2 separate regions of the Zea mays genome follow, and region 1 is linked to region 2. A link is a contact called in public Hi-C data. All regions are on one chromosome and are shown on one strand. The core of a region is the stretch at or near the end of the contact, and the rest is flanking DNA. Distances in the headings are between cores, read along the strand shown.

Evidence for each region. Hi-C and Micro-C count contacts between places; a contact is called where the count stands out from the background.
Region 1: a contact with region 2 is called in a Hi-C map of leaf, with 2.6 times the contacts expected there. The contact joins the promoter of LOC100281470 here to the promoter of LOC100382284 in region 2. A contact is called at or near these places in 4 of 25 Hi-C or Micro-C datasets (ear and leaf) and 1 of 3 datasets of contacts at active chromatin or transcription factors (leaf).

Annotation. Positions count from the first base shown.
Region 1 is chr5:213,752,602-213,759,520 of Zm-B73-REFERENCE-NAM-5.0, reverse strand. It overlaps LOC100281470 (U-box domain-containing protein 21), which reads left to right and starts at 2,889. Exons shown (of 1, transcript XM_020537784.3): 1 at 2,889-5,573. The coding sequence starts at 3,456. The coding sequence ends at 4,889.
Region 2 is chr5:213,601,245-213,608,902 of Zm-B73-REFERENCE-NAM-5.0, reverse strand. LOC100382284 reads left to right here and starts at 6,086. Exons shown (of 1, transcript NM_001175034.1): 1 at 6,086-7,003. The coding sequence starts at 6,351. The coding sequence ends at 6,695. It overlaps LOC103627696 (ATP-dependent RNA helicase DEAH13), which reads right to left. Exons shown (of 11, transcript XM_020538684.3): 11 at 7,435-7,658.

The DNA.
Region 1 (6,919 bases), core at 1,640-4,139, 150 kb before region 2:
CCCATAACCTCCATTTGATTTCAGTTTCTCCCATGGCCATAGGCCATGGCACCTGCGCCCCGCTTTTGCATCTTGGACGCGAACAGTGCGACCTGCTAAAAGATGCGCAGGCGCAGGGAGGAGGAGGAGGCCGGAGGCGGAGAGAGGGGGTCATGATTAAAAAAGGGCCCAGCATCGTGCCCCTGGCCCCTGGGTATGACCCGCCAGTCGCCACCGGCGCAAAAGCTTCTCAGCCGTTCAGGCAGGCCACGTCTGTACGGCGTCGGCGCCCCAGCAGCCAGAGCTGAAGCCAGCGCTCAGAAACGAGGCCCAGAGCCGAGCGCCGGAGCCCGGAGCCTCTGCCCACTGCTTTGCTGGCTGCTGCCATCTGGACAGGCCATCAGAAGGCTTCCATGTACGTGAAAGGCATGCCATCTAGTCATGTACTACTACGGTACCTACTCTGTATGACTACAAATACAGTATTGTTTTATTCTCGTTTTCTTTTCTTCCTCCATGTTGCTAATAATATAGGCACTAGGGGTAGCAGGAGTACTAGCATTTACGAGAAGCTTCGGAAGTAGTAGTACGTAGTAGCAGTACTCTCACTCGGACAGTGTTATGGACATCATCATTGACCGTACCCGACGCGGAGCAAGGAAGGAGAATTCATAAAACAGCAATGATGTTTAAGACGAAATAAATTAATTCGAAAAACAACACTTTATCTATAGATAGGGATAATTTGGTCCATTTTCTTGTGAGCTGAGAAAAAAAATATAGATGTAGTGTTGTTTTCTAAATTTATTTGATAAAACTGGTGATGTTCTTTGAATTGATTGAAAATGAGTGCTATTTTCTAAACAATGTCTCAAATTAGTGCTGTTTTTTTAGATTCACACGGAGCAGGAAGGCCACACGCTGTAGACCGTGTAGATACTACAGTGGTAGCACTGGTCGCGCACGAGTAGTTGGGCGTGCAGCGTTATTTGACTTATTTCGCACCTCAACACATCTGCATCACTGACGCTCTCGGAACGTACGAGCGCGCGGGCTAGGCCAGTCCGTCACTCGCCCGTTGCCCTTGCCCCGGCCGCCGGCCATTATTTATTATCACACAAGCGAACAGACGCCGTCCGGGCGCCCGTACGGCGGCGCCAGCATGCACGTACTGTGTGGGCGTGAAGGTGTGGCTCGCCGCGGTCAGTGTCCAGTGTCCACGTTCGGAGCGATACGTGAGATTACCCGGTCGGGCGGTGGCGGGTCACGGTCACGCAACGCAAGCCTGCGCTGTGGCTGCATGCATTGACTCCGCTCTAGCGCACAGTGGCCTATACTAGTACTACTACTCTACGACCCACCGGACGGACGGACGGACGGCAGGGCGCAGAGGCATCAGGCAGCCTGCCTGCGCCCATCCATCAGGAGTTCAGACGTCGCATCGCTTCGCTGCTGAAGGCTTCCCAGTCCCAGTGGACCGAGGAGGCATTCCAGGGTACCTCACCTGGGCTGCTCAGTCAGACCAGGCCCGTACAATTTTTTCTGTTTCATTGGGCCTTGGCCGATGGGCTATCGATTAGAGGACCAGGTCCAGGTTGCTATTTAGCCCAATTTCTTCCGGCTTCTCTTTCCCAAGAGTCGGGCGACAGGTACGGCTGGTACCGGACGAGGCGAAGCCCGAAGGAGGTCGCCTGAAAAAGTCACTCGAGTGGATTTCACACCTAAATTTAGACTGATTTGTCACAAATGACCGATTACATTAACTGTGTCTAACATCGAGTCGTAGTGGAACAGTCAGCCATCGTCCCACTCATGAAATATGGGTCCCTAGGTGCCTAGGCCTGTGGTCCACTTATGACCTATAAAGCCTAGGCCTTGATGGGTTGGCCATCTATAGGAGCCGAAACACGACGAGCCACGCCGAGACCCAAGCTACGGAGGCCAGGAGTCAGCGTGGCACAGAGATAGTAATGATGACGTTGGAGCTCGTCGTCGCCCACGCGCCACCAGTCTTACAGAGCACAACGAGATAAGCTCAGACGACCGGGTACATGCCGACAAGCATGACTTTACCAAGATAGAACGCTTTGTTTTACCACAACACAATAGCTCCTTCCTTGAAAAGCTATCAGTAACCGACTCCCACCTTAGCCTATAAAAGGGGAGGGTCGACCGAGGACATACAAAGACCAACACCCGAACATAGAGCACGCGGAGAACTGCGGAGACCAACACCCGAACATAGAGCGCGCGGAGAATTGCGGAGACCGGAGCTAAGGAGCACACCGCGACGACGCCCAAGGCTTAGCTAGGTCGAGAGCACCAATTTTGTAGTTCTTAGGTCTCATTGCGCATAAGAGACTTGGAAGCCTTCCCCTCTCTCGTCCGATTATAACCCCTAACATAGCATTGAGCAACAAAGGTGTCGATAGCACAAGCCACCGAAAACTGGATGTATGGACGTTCTGCCTGAATCAGTAAACCTCCTTGCCCACCGAGGACACCATTTGGACCCCTAGAACACCCACAATCAAATTTAAGCTGGTTCGAAACACTTACACACCGATTTTGATTATCTTAATCTTTTTTGAAAAGAACATTAAAAGCTCTACCTTTTAGATATGAAGTTACACAAAATTTTATATACAAAATAGAAGGGTTATAGGCAGAAGAATGAAGATATTTTTTTATATTTATGAAGTTAATTTGGAGACATAAATGAAAAGCATGCTCTGAAATTGTGGCTCCTGAAGGCTGAATATTAGGTTATAAATTTGATACTACAGTTTTTTTTTACTTTTGAAATATTATATTTTGTAACGGGATAGAAATGGAGTGAATTCCTCACGCCTCAAAACCCAAATGCACACAACAATATATCTAACTTATTCTTGCAATCATGAAACCCTCGAACCAAATACAACTCACGATTATTCTCAACATCCATCAGTGGAAATCCGAAGTGGGATGACTGAAACAGTGAAATGTCACTCCACTCCATCCAAAACAAACAAAAACAGTGAATTCAGAGACGCAGCCCGAAAACTAAAATAAAGCACACGAAGCGTAAAAAACAAAAAAAAAGAAGAAGAGAAAACATTCGCAATCGCTACCCGTGGTGTACTGGTGTGTATAATTCAAACTTCCTTTCAATTCAACGGTCAACATTCAAACCCCGATCCCAACGAACGACGGACAACCTAGCCAGTCCACAGTCCACACTCGCGGGTTTTTTCCCCTTCCCCGTCCGCGCCCTAAGAAACTGCACAGGCCGTCAGGCCCACAACGCACGCTCACATGCAGCAGTCTACTTCTATTTTCCATTCAACGCCGGCGAACGCAAGGCCAAAAGCCCAAAACCTATATATTCCATGTACTACTGATTCACAACGCCGGCGACGCCCACCCAGCCCCGCAGCCGCAGTCGCAGTCCAGGCCAGCACCACCCGTCAGCTTGCGGACTCCACGCACCGTACATGCAGCACAACAGTTCAGCCGCACAACAAACCGAGGTCCGAGGGACATCGTCAATATTAGCGCGCGGCGCGGGGATGGTTACGCCGGCGGTGTCCCGCTACCGGCTTCGCCCGCGGTTGGTGCGTGTGGCGGTGTCAGAGATCCCGCTCGCCACGAGGCGGACGAGGCAGCAGCCCGTGGCCGCGACGGAGCCGGCGATTCCGAGCAACTTCCTGTGCCCGATCTCGCTGGAGATGATGAAGGACCCCGTGACGGCGCTGACGGGAATCACGTACGACCGGGACAGCGTGGAGGGGTGGCTGCAGCGCGGCCACTCCACGTGCCCCGTCACCGCGCGCCCGCTGCGCGCGGAGGACCTGATCCCAAACCACGCCACGCGGCGGATGATCCAGGACTGGTGCGTCGCCAACCGCGCCCTCGGGGTGGAGCGCGTGCCGACGCCCCGCGTCCCGCTCTCCGCCGCCGACGCGGCCGAGCTCCTGGCGGCGGTGTCCGCCGCCGCGCGGCGAGGGGACGCGATGGTGTGCCGCCAGCTGGCGGCCAAGGCCAGGGCGCTAGGGAAGGAGAGCGACCGCAACCGCCGGTGCCTCGCGGCGGGGGGAGCCGCCCGCGCGCTCTCCTCGGCGTTCCTTCGGCTCGTTGACCAGCCGGCGTCGTTCGGCGGCGCGCTGGGCGAGATCCTGGCCACGCTGGTCGTGTTCTTCCCGCTCGACGAGGAGTGCAGGAGCCACATTGCCTCCCCGGCGTCGCTGGACGCCATCGTCTCGATCCTGTCCCACGACGGCGAGGCGACCTCGAAGTCCAGCGCCGCCGTCGTGCTCCGCGAGATCGCGTCGTCGTCCGACTCCGACCCCGAGTGCCTCGACGCCCTGTCCGAGACCAACGGAGTACACGACGCGCTCATCAAGCTCCTGCAGAAGCCCGTGTCGGCGCAGGCCACCAAGGCCGCGCTGGTCACCGCCTACTACCTCGTCAGGGGCAGCGACCTAGCGGCCAGGCGCCTGGTCGACCTCGGCATGGTCGAGCTCCTGGTCGAGATGCTAGTCGACGCCGACAAGGGCACGACGGAGAAGGCGCTCGCGGTGCTCGACAGCCTGTTGCTCACGGAGGAAGGGCGCGGGAAGGCGTGCGCGCACGCGTTGGCCGTGCCGGTGCTGGTCAAGAAGATGCAGCACGTGTCCGAGATGGCAACCGAGTTCGCCGTGTCGGCGCTGTGGCGGCTGTGCAAGAGCTTCTCGGGCGAGGGTCCGTGCAAGGCCGAGGCGCTGCAGCTGGGCGCGTTCCAAAAGCTCCTCCTCCTGCTGCAGGTCGGCTGCATGGGCGTGACCAAGGAGAGGGCCAGCGAGCTGCTCAGGCTCCTGAATGGGTCGAGAGACGGCGTTGAGTGCATTGAGACGGTAGATTTCAAGGGGCTCAAGAGACCCTTCTCATGAGTCATGAACATTGTGCGTAGATTAGGTCATGAATTAAGCTGTGGATAAAAGCTACACGGACGCGATTAGATTAATTTAGGAACTCCTCTTTTTTTTCGTGGTGGCGGGGAACATCCTTTTGCTTCCCCCCTTGCCCCTTCCTTGGTCTGTTGGTCATAGGCTGATGGCCATTTTTGCAGTGCTGCTCTGAATGAAGTCTGTAGAAGTGTATGAACCAAATCATACAGCAGGAAAGAATAAAGCGTTGCTGCAAGTTTCTGACGATTTGCATGCCGGTTTTGAATCTTCTTGGCGCTTCGGGGACGCAAGAGAAGACATGTCCATTCCGCCGTCTGTCAGGCCAGTGCCATGCCATGCCTCTTTAAAATTTCAAAGTTGAGAACACAGTTTTTGACTGGACTGGAGGAAGGACCAAGTTTGTTTCATTATTGTAGTAACACACTACTACTAATGCAAGGCCAGAGACCAGAAGAAGACGTGAAGCAGTTGAGCCTTTACGTTTCCATTTTGTGTTTGGAAGGAAATAGTGTCACATTTGAAAACTGCAGAGACCAGCGTCACAGTAGCAAACAGCAACAAAGGGCTTTGAAAAACAAGACAACGGCAAGCGACACGAACAGCTAGGCCATGTAAGATTTTCGTGCCGCCATCTATCTTTTCATCTTCATCCAGTGCTTTTCTTCAGACGACCGGAGTGGGGTGGTCTTTGCATGGTGCGAGCCGTGATTCATGCATTGCGTTGCGTACGTCCAGGAAGAGAGCAAAAACCCAACTTGATATGGACATGCACTGGGTTCCACGTTCGTTTCGATCCCCGAAACGAACGTTATCCATGCGCACACAGCACACTGGTCCCATTGGTTCCACAAGTTCTCACACGCCGAAAAAAGAAATTCCCTTTTTTGCTTTTGGAGCTTTCGCTTTTCTTTTCTTTTTTGCTCTAGAACGCGCTTTCATTTAGGCCGAACACACACACTTTTGGTGCCAATCTGTGCATGATCTCCACCATCGGAAGCTGATGAGTACGTCAGAAAAGGTTCAGGAGACACACAAAAAAAGTAATTAGGACCACATCAAAGACACATGCACATAATGCATTCATGATTCACGTTTTACTAGCAAGGTGGTCGGCTTCGGCAAATATCACGGACAAGCTTTATTAATAACACTGGCATTTCCCCAACTCGTGTTTGCAATCTATAAGGCTATTCACAATGGGGATTTCATGTCACTGTTTCCAAAAATGCCACATCAGATTTATGGATGAATGAAATATCCTCTCTCAATAGAGAGTTTCATCTCACTATTTCATATGTCAACATACTTCTTAAATGCTGCATATAAATAACCAATATGATTTACTCAATTATATGAAGATGAAACAAAACACTCTCAGTGGAGGTTTCACACAGTTTCCAAGATCTTGGAAACGAGTTAACATGGTTTCATCCCCATGAAACTCCATGAAACTCCATGAAACTCTTCCTTCTTAAATGATGTGACATGTCATCAAAATAGCTGATGTGGCAGGCTAATTAATACATGAAACATCCCATGAAACCTCCATTGTGAATAGCCTAAAGCGCCGGATATACCCCACCAGATAGGTACTTATTAAAGAGGTTGCAATATGAGAAAGGTTATAACACATTGGACAATCCGATGTAACACTAATGAAAGTATCAGATGCTCTTACATAAATGGTCAACAATGGCTAGTTCTAATGGCTAGCTGATATCAGTGCATGCACCATGCTAGTGTCCGGTGAGTATGCAAAAATTCTACATTACTTCTAACCGTGGATTTGAACTTATGCACTATATATACCACCCTAACCGGTCATTTGATATATGTGGGAGCTAGGAAACATTGCTAGAGTGTTGAGAGTCCATTCCTCCATCTCTAGATAACCAAGTGCTCGAATATCACCTAGTGATTCCCGTAGGTCCTTTGTGAAGTGTTTAGTTTAGTTAGATCATTTCATTAGCACTTGATCTAGGTTTTGCCTAGTAATTGGAAGTAAAGATAGA
Region 2 (7,658 bases), core at 4,837-7,336:
GTTGCGGCAGGAAAAAGCTTTCCCAAGCAAGAACTGTGTTCCAGACCTCATAAGCGAAGGGGCAGGTTAGGCATAGATGGAGTCCTGATTCTATAGGTCCATTGCATAGGGCGCAAGATGGGTGGTGTGGCCATCCACGACGTGCGAGGTTGTCTGCTGTGAGGAGTTTATTTTGGATGAGCACCCAAGCGAATGTAAATTTAGGAGGTTACTTTAAAATTAGTAGGGTGAGAACTTCTGGCCATTTGCTATCTTGTTCACTCTCATTAATCTTCTCTTCTCTCTTCATTGGGCGATAGTTGGCGTCTGTGATCTGTCATGCTAATCACAAGACAAAATTGTTGGAATTCAATTCCCCACGAATATCGAATACAGAAAGAGCCTCATATTGTGAAGAAAACCGAAGAGGCGAAGACTAACCTTAGAAGTTCAGATTGTAGTAGAAGTAGTAGTATCAACTCTCAAGTGTACAGGACAGGAGCCAAACTCGTGTACACAATTACTTCAACAAATAATTCACGAAAGAGCAATCAAGTTTATCTTTTCGAACAATCTGAACCTTCGGATAATCTACATATCCAATCTGAGCCTTGGGATAGTTTTATTCTTAGCAAGCCAGAAATTGGACCTCGGGCTCTCTGTTTCCAGGCCTTCAGGATTTTCATCGCCAAGCAGGATCGACGTCGAGCTGAAACAAGCAAAACGATGGCTATTGGACTTCCGGTTTTTGCTCTAGGCCAATCCAATAAACAACTCGGTGTTTGCGACGCCAAACAAATGGCTAGCTTTAGGACTAAGTATATGCGGTGAGGTTGCTTCTTGAGGTGGTTTTGTTCAACATAGGCGTTTTTTTTTCCTCCAGTTATGCTAGCTACGGGACGTCCTCACCACATCAATATATACAGTATAACTATAAATCATATTTCTATAGCTATTGCAGTCTAATATCCACATCAATATTTATAATATACAGTTGAAACGTTTGCAACATACATCTAAACTAATTAAAACACTTACAGCATACGTTTGCAGCATTGACGACGCTGTGAATCTCCGTGACGTGCGCAGATATCTTTGGCGCGAAGCTCGGTTGCAGGGTGAATGTAGGTGGACGGCACGGTGGTGACCCGGCTGTAGCCCGACGGCGGCGGGCGGCGGCAGCAGTGCCGCGGCGATCGGCGTGCGCGAGCAAGACGCTCGAGTCCCGTCACTATCGTTTTCTCGTGGGCTCATGGCTTCGTGTGTCTCCAAACTCCAAAGAAGCCATGGCCTGCTTGCTGAGTTATGGTTGAAACTCGAAATCAGAAGAATTTTCTCTCTTTCCTCCCTCCCTACTCATTGTAACCGTTGGGTCGCCCAAAGCCCTTCGAGAATTCGACGTTGCACCGACGTACCAACAAAGGCCCAGCTAGTGATCCTCTGTGTCCGTATGTTCAAGGTCCAGCCCAGCTAAAAGGTCCAGGCCGGGAATGCGAAGGTTTGCAACCCACGAATTTAAGCCTTCGCTTCAGTTTGTCCTCAGGCTGCAGGCGAGATGGGGTTGCCAATTCGCTAATCAGAAGTACTTAATTTGCTGGTACATACTAAAGCATCAAGCTTTTTATCACGCAAAGTGACAAAGAGCATTATTATTATTCTGTCTGATGACTGATGAAGCAGCCCTGGAGGATGCGGCACATCATTAGATTGATGCTGAGTTGATGCCGCACGTATACGTCTCTATGACTGAGTGGTCCAGCCCGGAGTATCAGGACCACCTGCAGAGGCCGCGTTGATCCACTCAAACCTCTGCGGTTGTGCTATTCCGTTTCCGCCCCCGGTGTCCTTATTCAGACGCGGCGTCGTTCAACCGGTGAGGTGAATGGAGGGAGCGGGATCCATCCCCCTCGACCGCCAGTCCGGCTCTCACCCACACACAACTCGGCGGGTCGCGGCCAACACAACCCGGTCCGCCGATCCCGAGGCGCCCGCGACCAAGCTGTCCGCCGCTGCTAGACAAGTAGTACTAGTACGGCGTGGACCGAGTCGCCCTGCCCGCGCGGTTTAAATACAGCGCAGTGCCCTGCCCGCCCAGGCATCCACCGAGCTCGCAGATCGCAACCAGCTCAGGCCTCAGGCTCAGCACTCAGCAAGCAACGACCCCAACAAGATCACACACGCACTAGCGCATACATACACGCAGCCGCAGGCAGGCAGGCAGAGGAAGCTGCCGAGAATGCCGGGCTCGGGCACATGTATCGGCGGGAAGAAGGTTGGCGGCGGCGCCGCCGCGCCTGGCGTGCACCCGCGGTACGTGCCGGAGAGGGGGCGGGTGCTCAGGGACGCCCTGGGCTCGCTATTCGGCTGCTTCCGCCGCCCCACCAAGACCCGCCCTCTGCCGCGGTGAGCGGCGAACCGCCGCTGTGGAGTTCTTTTCGACGGACCGCGCCGTCCGCCGGCCGGTGAAAGCAGGGCCGCGGCATGCAATGGACTATGGACATCCCGGAGGGCAACAAACTCTCATGTACTTACTTAGTTTGATGAGGAACTCCCTCGTCTTTTTCGATTGTGGTTGTGCATATAAACTTTACGTATTAAAAACGGGGGTTATCATTTGCGCCATGTATTGTTCCGTTGACCCTCTGTTTCTGGCGCTTCATTCGACGGAACGGAACGCAGAGAGGCATAGACGAAAGGGTTGCGTGTCTGCAACACACCAGACAAACAAAAACAAACTTCTACACGTACTCCACTCCTGTCAGCGAGGGTTATTACAGACTGAGAGAGACTTGCTTGCGAAGAAAGGGCTGCATGAGATAGAACAAAATAATGAAATGTCGAGAAAAGTCTTAAAGTCAAAGTCAGCTTTTAGACTTGGCCTTTTGGACTTCGTTTTATTAGTTCTTTTTATCTTTCCCTCTCTGTCTCTATGGTAGGGGTAGGGGTTGGTGGCGGCATCTCAATCTGCACTCTGCAGTTTTGTCAACTTCATGGCTGCACACCTGCAGTGCTATCTCTAGTGACACCAGCGCTATAGTTTCTTACGTACTACTATATAATTGATTAATTGTCCCCTCCATTTGAAAAGGAATATAATTTTAGGCTACTACTCACTCCGTTTAAAATATAATTCGTTTGACTTTTTTAACTCTAACTTTAACCACTCGTCTTATTTTCAAAAAAAATCATAAAAAATCTAAGTCACATATAAAATATATATGATAATAAACAAAACCACAACAATTTTTTTTGTTTCTCGCAATTCTTTAAATAAAGACGAGTTAGTCAAACTTATAATGAAAAAAATCAAATGAGTTATAAATTGGAGGGTACCTAGTTACATTATTTTAAATTTAACTAAATCTATATGAAAAAAACGTATTGAGTATGGTACGGTACCGAATAGACGGTATTAGACCAGTCGTAAAGTATATTTTTTTTATTATTTATGTTTGTTCTCTTTTGCGGTCATTAATATTTCTTTTCGATAAACTTGGTTTGACCAGAGATACAGAACTAGATTGCTAGAATTGCGTCCATTGTCAAAAGGAGGCGGTGTTCAGTAATTGTTGCTCGCTTCAACTTGGAAGAAACACCAAATGCGTGTGAATCCGACAGTTCTGCAGAAGGTTGACCTAGAGGTCGACGTCAGGCTAGCTAGCTCCATTCCATCTGCTAGTACAGCTGGCACTCTGTCGTCACGCGGCACTCCAGAGCCTCTGCTGCGACTCTTATACGCAGAGAACAGGTTTCTGGTGCCTGGTGGCTGAAACAAATTGCACCTAACACTAAACTCAATAAGGGGCATGTTATGTTTGATAGCTCCCACTAAATTTTAGGTCATGTTCTAAACCTCTAGAACAAATTGTTAGTCACTTAATAATTTGTTAACTGGTTTTAGGTGGATTGAGATAACTAACAACTAATGGTTAAGCTAACAATTAGCTTACCCATTAGATGACCCGTTATAAACCTCTTAGCTAATTTTAGCCGGTTACTATTAGTTCTAGGCCATGTTTGGTTCGAGAGACTAAAGTTAGTCCCTCTATTTTAGTCATATTTAATCCCTAAATTGCCAAACTGGTGGGACTAAAACAATGACTAAATGGTTTTTGTCTCTAGTCCCTTAAGGGGTGACTAAAAGGAACTAAACCATATTAATTCCATTTTTTTACCCCTCCTTTATTTCAGTTGCACTAACGAAGAAAGAATGCTAAGGGGTATTTTGGTCCTCTTATAATTCATTTATTGCATTTTGAATAATTTTAGTCTCTAGAACAAAACAATGTAGAGACTAAATTTTAGTCCTCTAACTAAACTTTAGTCTCTGGACTAAAGGAACCACGGGCCCTTAGAAATTTGGAACAATACTTTATTCATCTAAATTTAAGTCCCTAGATAGGCAAACATGTATATAAACTAAAACTAGACTACACTTTAGTTCCTATTCTAAGTATTTGCATCTGTCTCTGAATAAATAGATTTACAGAGTTGAAGTAAAACTTAAACCAAATTTAGAGAGAGAGAAATCCATCAAAATTAATGGCAGCAAATTAGTATCATTACTTGTGATATAAAATATATTTTTCATAATATGTTTATTTTAAACTTAAAATAGTTTGACTTACGCTATGTCCAGCAGCATGCGGAAAGAACTGAGCATGCGTTTTTTTTTTGTGTTTCCGTGGTCGACTATTCGCCTTCTAGCAGAAAATAAACCCTCAGCCTCCGAGAATCCTAGATTAATGGGTTTCTCTCTCCTCTGGAGAACCAACACACCTAAGCTCGCGCACTGGCAGTGTGAAAACTGAAAAGTCGACGATGACCGTTCGTCCATGATCCGTCGCGAGCCGGTTTAACTCCATCTCCATGGACGGACGGCATGCGAATATGCGATGTGGCGTAACTATAGCATGCATGCATGCATGCATACATGGCAATGGCTGATTGATGGTCCGGGGTCGAGGTTGGTGCACGAACCTGTAATATTCTCGCAGCAAAGTTACAAAGCTGACGCGGATCGCCAGGATTGCTTGCGCTTTACTAGCTCACACGGCAACCGCATGCGAATATGCGATGCGACGGGCCCGGCGTATGCTTGTGTTGCCGGAACAAAACAAGGCGAACAAAATGGATGGGGTCCTCCCTCCGTCCCTGCACCCTGGCCGTCTGGTCTGCATTGCGTGGATCCGCACCGTGGATTTCGGTTGGTATATATGCACGTTTGCAAAAGCAAGGCCTTATTTAGGTCCTGTTTGATCTTTCTAACACTTATTAACAAGATTAAATGGCTAATGGACAAACAGTTAGTCGGCATGTTTGTAGGTTAATGTGCTAAAATTAGCCGGTAGTTTGGCACAATGATCCAAACAAGCCATTAGATACTCTAGTATTTATCTCAACCCACGTGTATTCAGGTGGATTAGAGTATAAATTAAATTAATTTACACCTTAGGCGTCGTTCGGTTGTTACGGATTGGTGGGTCAGAATGATTCCTAACCGAATTGTTTCTCTACTTTATATAAATTTTAATTAGCTGGAACGATTCCGGGTGCAATCCGACACGAACAAATAAGATCTCAATCTATCCAATCTATGTGGATTAAGATGAATAATAGAGTATCGGTTTCTTTGTTCAGTGCTCCAAAACACTTTAAACACACCACAATCATACATAGGTAGGAGTAACAACCTGCGCACACTGCTCTACCAAAGAGTACGGTGGTGACTGGTGACAGAAATTCATGGCGCTTTTGCTCACATCAGGTGATCAGCCTGAAAAGGGCAGCGACACAAAAACGCTCGGATGGGTGAGTGCTGAGTGGGTGACAGAAGGGCGCGCGGCAGGCACGCACACGCACCTTTCCGCCGCCGCAATCCGGAGCGGAGGAGGCCCCGCGCGCCGAGCTTTTTCCCACGGCCGAGGCCCAGAGCGGACAGGTGGCGCGCCTGGCCGGCAGGCGGCAGCCCGCGGCCTCCTTCCCTGCAACTTTTCCACGCTCCGCCCCAAATCCCAAGAAACTGACGGGGCATCGGCGCACCCACCCACGCAGACGCAGGTAAAAGAAGCTTCCACTCACTCACTCACTCACTCCCAGTTGCCCCGTATCAGCCAGTATCTTCAGATCATCACCATTCACCACTTCACCGCCCAGCCCAGCCAGACTCTCATCAGGCGAACCCGTCCGTCCACCACCCGTCGGCCGTCGCCATCGCGCGCCACTTCCGCTGCAGTTCTCGCCCTTTTCTCCCTCCTTTCGCCCGCTGCCGGCTCGGCCTCGATGTGCACCCTCGGCGCGCACGCCACTACGCCAGGGCGGGAGCCAGCAGCAGCGGTAGGGTAGCGCAGTGCTTATCTTCTGTCTATAAAATGGGCACGCACGCGCACGGCAGCAGCCGCGGCCTCACTTTCCCTGCGCGCTCCCCACCTCAGCTCAGCTTCAGCCCGCCGCTCTCCAAGGTCGCCAGCGCCATGACCCCTAAAGGTGGGCGCGTGGGGGACGTCGGCAGCAAGAAGCCGACTCCGCGAGCACATCCGCGCTACGTCCCCAGGAGAGGGTCGGTGCTGAAGGGGATCGTTCGAGGCGTGCTGGGCCTCGTCTTCACTCTGATCAGCGCGCCGGCGAACTCCGGCGGCCACCGCGTGCGCCCGGCGCCGCCGCCCGCGCCCGGAGAAGGGGGTGAAAGTGATGATGGCGCGGAGCAGGGGAAGTAGGTGGGTGCTGGTGGGGTTTATCTGCGCACTCACTCTGCGGTGGCGATCGGCTCTCGACGACCCAAACTTTTATCTGGGCCGTCCGTTCACTGCTTGTTTGATGTTTGTGTCGTCGTAGCAACTTTGCAGTACGTTTTGTTCTTGCACATGTACCTACGCGTCGTGTCTCCTTGTGTTTACATCGAGTCTCCAACCACTGCTAGTGCTTGTGCTGTGGTTTTTTTTGTTTGTTTCTGCAGATGGTTTTTGAGCAGCTGAGCAGATATATCTCAGGTGCTAGTCACTCCAATTTCCTTCTGTTAAGAGTTTCTTGTTTTTCTCAGATGTTTTTTTTTTTGGACAAGAAGCTTGCAGGACTACTTAACGTAAAAACGAATGAAAAAAGCAAAATCTACATGTTGAAGATGATATCCAGGAAGAAGTCATGCGACATACATGCATTTTCACGGACACGATTTTTAGGTCCAGACGACCAGATCATGGATTCACTTTTTTTCCTTCTTTTCTTTTCTTCTTTGGAAGACTTGGGTCCAGATAATCTCTTCCGGAGCTCGTAATTCTCAAGTTTAACATAAGATGTCACAGCTTGTATGTGGAGTTAGTTTGTCCAATGCTAATTGCATCGGCAACGAAAATTAAATCACTCCAACTTGTCCCACCATGACTCAACAATTGCTAGTGTCGCAGTAACTTGTAAAGGTTTAGCCCGTTGAGACAATCTAATCTTACTGGAATTCAATTTTACATGCAGACCAAAGTTCATGCAAGCATGCCAGAGGGGTAATTTGTTTTCTTGAACTGAGGGTAATATAGTTTAGTGCTACATTTTTATATCGACTCTACCGCTGTTTTTACCCCTGGAATCGGACACTTCATATGCTAAAAGCAAATAGAGCGAGAGACGGAAAGGAGAGAAATGTAATCAATCTGCGCACGACCATCCCCTGTTTGTTTCTGGCGAAT